Linked DNA regions of Zea mays: region 1 is linked to region 2. The links are chromatin contacts, called in public Hi-C maps. All regions are on one chromosome and are shown on one strand. The core of a region is the stretch at or near the end of the contact, and the rest is flanking DNA. Distances in the headings are between cores, read along the strand shown.

Region 1 (2,700 bases), core at 191-2,690, 110 kb after region 2:
CCATGTCGCATGTATAGGTCGACAAAAAAAGATTTTGTCTTGGGTTCTTTCTTATTGCATTTTACGCTTCCACTAAAAAGCAAGTTCCACATTCGTCGTTTTAAAACAGATCATTGATTTACGCTAAAATTCGTATCCATTTACGCTGTTTCGGATCACGTCTTACGCTTAAATCCACCTGACCTAGAACCCGAGCACGATCGGAGCGCGATTTTGACGTCGTAATTTAGGCCACATTCGTTGTTACGAAATAGATTGGTGATGTACGATAAAATTTGTACCCATTTACGCTGTTTGGTTCACGTTTTACGCTGAAATTTGACCAAGCCAAAATCCGTGCACGATCGAACGTGATCAATCTACGCTGTTTTAGCTAATATAGGAGTTACGCTAAATTTCGTATTCATTTACGATGTTTTAGCTCACGTTTTACGCCGGAATCTGCCCTAGCCAGAACCCGCGCACGATTGGTGCACGCGATTTTCACGCCGTAATTTTGGGCTTCGTTTGCTGTTACAAAACAAATATATGATTTACGCTAAATTTCGTACTCATTTACGATGTTTTAGCTCACGTTTTACGCTGGAATCCGCCCGAGCAGAACCCGCGAACTGCGGCTGTAAATTAAAATTTATTTCCTTCTACTAATGCTCCTCGAACCGTAACTGTCCCTTTATTTACGCGATTATGCAGCACGTCTTTCCTTATATCAAACTGGTCAAGATTTATATAATGCATGGTTTATGCTATCATGTTACACATCGTTATGGAGTCGTAAACGGTGTGCACATGGTAATATTCGTTTCCGTGAGTCAAGGTACAAAATATCCCTTCTATGCATGATTTATGCACATTACTACATATATTTATGTGTGCGTATTTGTTTTCTCCCGTAACTGCGCCTTTATTTACGCGCACGAAGAGCACGTCTTTCCTTATCTCAAAACCGGTGGGAGATTTTAAATGTTTGCATGGTTTACGCTATCATGTATCACAACGTTATGCAGTCGTAAACGTCTAGCACATGCAAATATTCGTGCGCGTGATTCCTGGCATGCAAAGATTCCATTTATGCATGAGTTATGCACATTTGTACACATATTTATGGTTGTGTAATTGCATGTCGCGTGTAAGACGGGATACGTGGTTATCCTTTGCATAAATGGTGCAGGCTGGCGTCCAGTGGGCCGAACGCGACCCGATCGGTCTCTCTGGCTGGGGCTTCGTCCACTAACGGAAGCCCAGGGCTTCCATTACCTCTTCCCTGTATATATATATAAATCTAGTCGGTCTAAAGTTCTAAGTACCTCGTCTACGACACAAAATTATTATTCATCCATGTCAGTGCTTGCGCACGAGCAACGCTCACACTGCCGGTGCAGCAGAAAGGTGTCATATTGTTATTTTTTCGGGTGTAGGACCCCCCGAGATGGGAGCACTACACGACCCTACCTGAAAGCTAGTAGTACTATATGCAGATCACATCATCCACACACACTCATATGCAGTGTGTGTGTGTGTCTTTCTTTTGCACACATACAGATTTGCATCCCTGCAGGCGAGGTACATCTTGTAGATTCCTTCTTCGGTGGCTGCACCGGTGGTGGTGACGTCATCCAAAAAGAATGTTGGGCACTCGGGGGGGGGGGGGGGGGGGGGGCTGTCCACCTCATCAGACTTGAGCTTTGCAGAAATATATGCTTCAAAAAGTGCTTTGCGTTTTCAGAACTGATTAAATCACTATCAGCATTAAGTGGTGGGTAGTAGGTTAATCAGAGATTCAGAAACATAACGTCCACGATGGTGGATTTTTTTTCCCCCTTGATAAAAGGAAATTATGGCGCCTTTTGTGTCTACGTAAATTTTGTTTCAAAAAGTAAGAGAGAAAAAGAGTAATTGGAACAGTTCCTGGGCCTGGAATTAATGAGCTAACCGGCCGTGCCCTTATTAGTAGGTGAAAATTTTAAAAAAGAAAGTTGTGAACAAGTGCAGTGCAGGTAAAGTTGGCTCGGAGGCGAGCAGCAAGCAAGCGAGAGGTGAAAGATACGCATGGATACCTTGCACTCGAAGAAAGGCACCTGGAACCTCGCTTTTTTGCCGCATCAAGGAGAGAGAGAGAGAGAGAGAGAGAGAGAGAGAGAGAGAGAGAGAGAGAGAGAAATGCGTCTTTGTCCAACTCGCAACGGAACCAGGCTCTTTTGCTAATAACCAGAAGCCGAGGGCACTAGCGCTAAGCAGTAAGCATGCCAATGCAACCCACTTGCCGCGCGCCCGCTTTTTATTATTCGCCCTCACACACACACTGACAAGAGAGAGTGAGCCGTGGGAAGGAAAAAAAAAGAAAAGGATATCGATATCATGGCACCCAGCTGGTAATGCGGCGTAGAATCTAGTAGGCCGCCTTCGCGCGCGCTGCTCCTAGATTTTCAGACGACCACTCGATCAGAGGGGGGTCAAAAGGGCTTCTTCAATTCCACACGGCCACGACACAGATTCCTCCGGGCGGCCACACGGAGGTCGACACGACGACGGAATCCACTCGCCTCGGAGAGATTCGTCCCGGCGCCACTGATCGATCGCCACTGTTGCGTCGTTCTCCCGGCGATCCTGCACCTGCGCTGCGTGGTGCAGGCGGAGCTAGGCTTAGGCAACTACGGATGGCTTTCTACGATTCTTTCTGTCATGTGTTCAGCCGTTACA
Region 2 (2,700 bases), core at 87-2,586:
CGGGAACAATAATAAAGAAATAGAGGATCTTTTTTTATCGAACATGCAAGAGAGCTATGTATCATGATATTAAGAAAAACTAGAGATTCGACAGCTCACAAAGTAGTACAATAATTACTTAATGTAATTCAATTCAAAATAAACTTTCAGCTGGTCAGCGAGAACCAACTTTTGAAAGAGAAGAACCAGCGATCACTTCACAAAAAGAAGAAAAGAGTCTGAAGACCATCCAATGCTCAGTCAGTTTGTTTTTTTATTGTAGTCAAATGTCCTCAATAACTAGTTACTCACATAGGTCTTACAAGAAGTGGCTAACCAAAGCTGGCATAAGTAGATGGACTATCATTAGCACTTATATATATACGAAAAAGAATGATTGCACCATGTGGAAATAATTCAGCCATGTCAGCAGCAGAACACTGTAGTACACAGAGCAAGAGTCGTACATTCAGTACAAGTTAACTATATCAAAACCACATCATAGATGAACCGACAAATACGAGTTCATGTTTGTATTCTTAAAGATACTACTAACATCATGTATTCATGGTAGGAACGAGTTGTGGGACTCCTCGGAGGAATTGCACAAGAGATTTTCACCGCAAGAAAGAACCAAAACTGAAACGAACTATCAAGAGTTGAGTACACAAGGTTTTAATCATGCTTTCAGTAGGAGAAATCAAAGAAGCGATTAGCAAAAGAACCTCAAAGACTAGCCTCCTGTAGGGTCTCTACAATACCAACAAAGGCTAACTAAGAACGCGAAGAAGCCAAACCCTCCAGCACGGTGGACACTTCAAGATGGAATCCGCTGCACATGAGAGCAATCGCGGAGGCACTAAGAAACAAGAGTGGCTAGGCAGGAAATCGATGGAACTGCTCGTACACTAAGGAAGCGGCACGGGTAGACTTGAACTGAAAGGAAGAAACCAAATCAAGCAACGACGATTGCACGAAAGACAGCGGCCCCCAGGCGCGCACGCAGGGGCACTATCCGAGACGATCTCGCTTTCCACATCGAATTCCACGCCGACCCGAGCGACCGCCAGCGCCAGTCTCCTTTCTTAGGCCACGCATCGGAATGAAGAAATTAAAACACTAACGCACGAGCACGAGCACGGCCCCGGCGCCCGCCGGCCCTATCCTAGCCAAATCAGGATCTTTTCCCGATCACGCTACCGAATTCCAAGAGCTGAGTAAATCAAGAAACGCACCTGCGTCGGAGGCTCGGAGCCGCAGCTAGCTAGCGCAGCGGCAGAGAACGAAGAAGAGGCAAAGCGTGCAGGTGCAGCAGCTATAGCGGCGCGATCGATCCCTGGCGTGAATGGAGTGTGAGGTGTTGGTCTCTTCTCCTCCGCCGTGTGCGCGCTTGGCCTCCTTTAAATGGTGGTGCCGTCCGGCTTTGGGCGCTCCAATGGAAAGGCAGGGTACAGGGGAGAGGAGAGGAGGGGAGAGCGCAACCAAAAAGCGGCGGCCCCGCCGATCCCAAAGGCGAAACGCTGCTCGCTTATATGCGCTCAAAAAAGGAAGGGGGCGGGCGGGCAAAAGGCCAGTTCCACAACTTGGCGCACACCACTAGCGAACTAGTGAGAGCCGAGCCGCTGCCGTGACGGCCCGACGAGGACGAGAGGGCAGACGAGATCTCTCGGAATTCAGCGCTGGGGATGGAAACACTGGCGCCGGGATTCCCAATGCCTGCCAAACCATTATTGCCACTATAAACTACTACTGCTAGTCTACTCTCTCTCTATCAGCTTTCTTCGTTTGGCTTCCACTTTTTCTAGCGATCGAGGAAAGAATCGAGTACTCGTCTTCACCTCCTTTCCGTCGTCTCCTTGATTTTTTTTTCTTTAGTCTTCCTCCCGCTCCCTGGAATTGCTTTCCTGGTCACCAGCTTACCTGTTCCAATTGTGCGCGTGCATTTGGTAAATTAAAAGAAGATTTCTCCCTCGGTGGCATCGGGAGTTATTAGGACATGACAGCTCCGAGCTCATTTTTTAAGCCCAGTGCGGCCGAGCACGGTGCCATCCATCGCTAGCGACCTAGCGTGTAGTGTGTACAAAATGCCCATGGCGGATTCATTCAGAGCGGCGGATATGTCGTCCGGAGGGGCGGTGGGAGGTCAAATGGGACGGGAGCAAAAGAGACAAAGATCTTTTCTGTTCTCGCTTATCCAAGTGTTTGTTGCAAGGAGATGTATATCTGCATCTGCTGCTACTCGCCTCTACCTGTCAACTTTGAAGGTGTGGGTTTGCTTGGTCCTACTACTATCATACAAAGTAAGGGTGAAAACGGATCGGTATAACCGTCGTTACCGAATATGAATAGTAGAAATACTTATTTTTTCGGATATGGATTCAGATATTTTTATATTTGAGACTGATATGGGTAATGTCCAGATAGTTCAGCTTCATATTCGGATCGGATACGGAGCGAGTACTGCCCTGTAAATACCTGGATATTCGGCTTGGATACGAATACCCGGAATTCAGGTACCCAATTTTCTTTTTTCTGTATAATAATATAGTTATAAAATTATGAAATTGGATATGAAATTGGATGAAGATAAACTTTATATGAAAATTATAGAGCTCGAAGAGAAGTAAATCTACATCTTCTGTTGCTACTTGCCTACTGTGAAGGTGTGGATTTGCTTGGTCCTACTCCTACCCTAAAAAGTAGATCGGAGATAATAGGTGT

The links. A called contact is a pair of places that touch in the nucleus more often than the background predicts.
Region 1: a Hi-C map of leaf shows a contact between it and region 2, with 7 times the contacts expected there. The contact joins the enhancer-like site here to the promoter of LOC100272444 in region 2. A contact is called at or near these places in 23 of 25 Hi-C or Micro-C datasets (bundle sheath, ear, endosperm and 6 more) and 1 of 3 datasets of contacts at active chromatin or transcription factors (seedling).

The regions. Positions count from the first base shown.
Region 1 is chr5:191,179,886-191,182,585 of Zm-B73-REFERENCE-NAM-5.0, forward strand. No RefSeq gene overlaps it. Among protein-coding and RNA genes, the nearest start is that of LOC103627441, 6.3 kb to the left of the region's middle. Within about 2 kb of position 1,441, at least 19 of the 20 cell types and tissues checked have an H3K27ac peak or open chromatin away from gene starts, as enhancers often do. A contact at or near this core is called in bundle sheath, ear, endosperm and 5 more, where this site is marked.
Region 2 is chr5:191,071,610-191,074,309 of Zm-B73-REFERENCE-NAM-5.0, forward strand. It overlaps LOC100272444, which reads right to left and starts at 1,337. Exons shown (of 9, transcript NM_001146918.1): 1 at 1,215-1,337.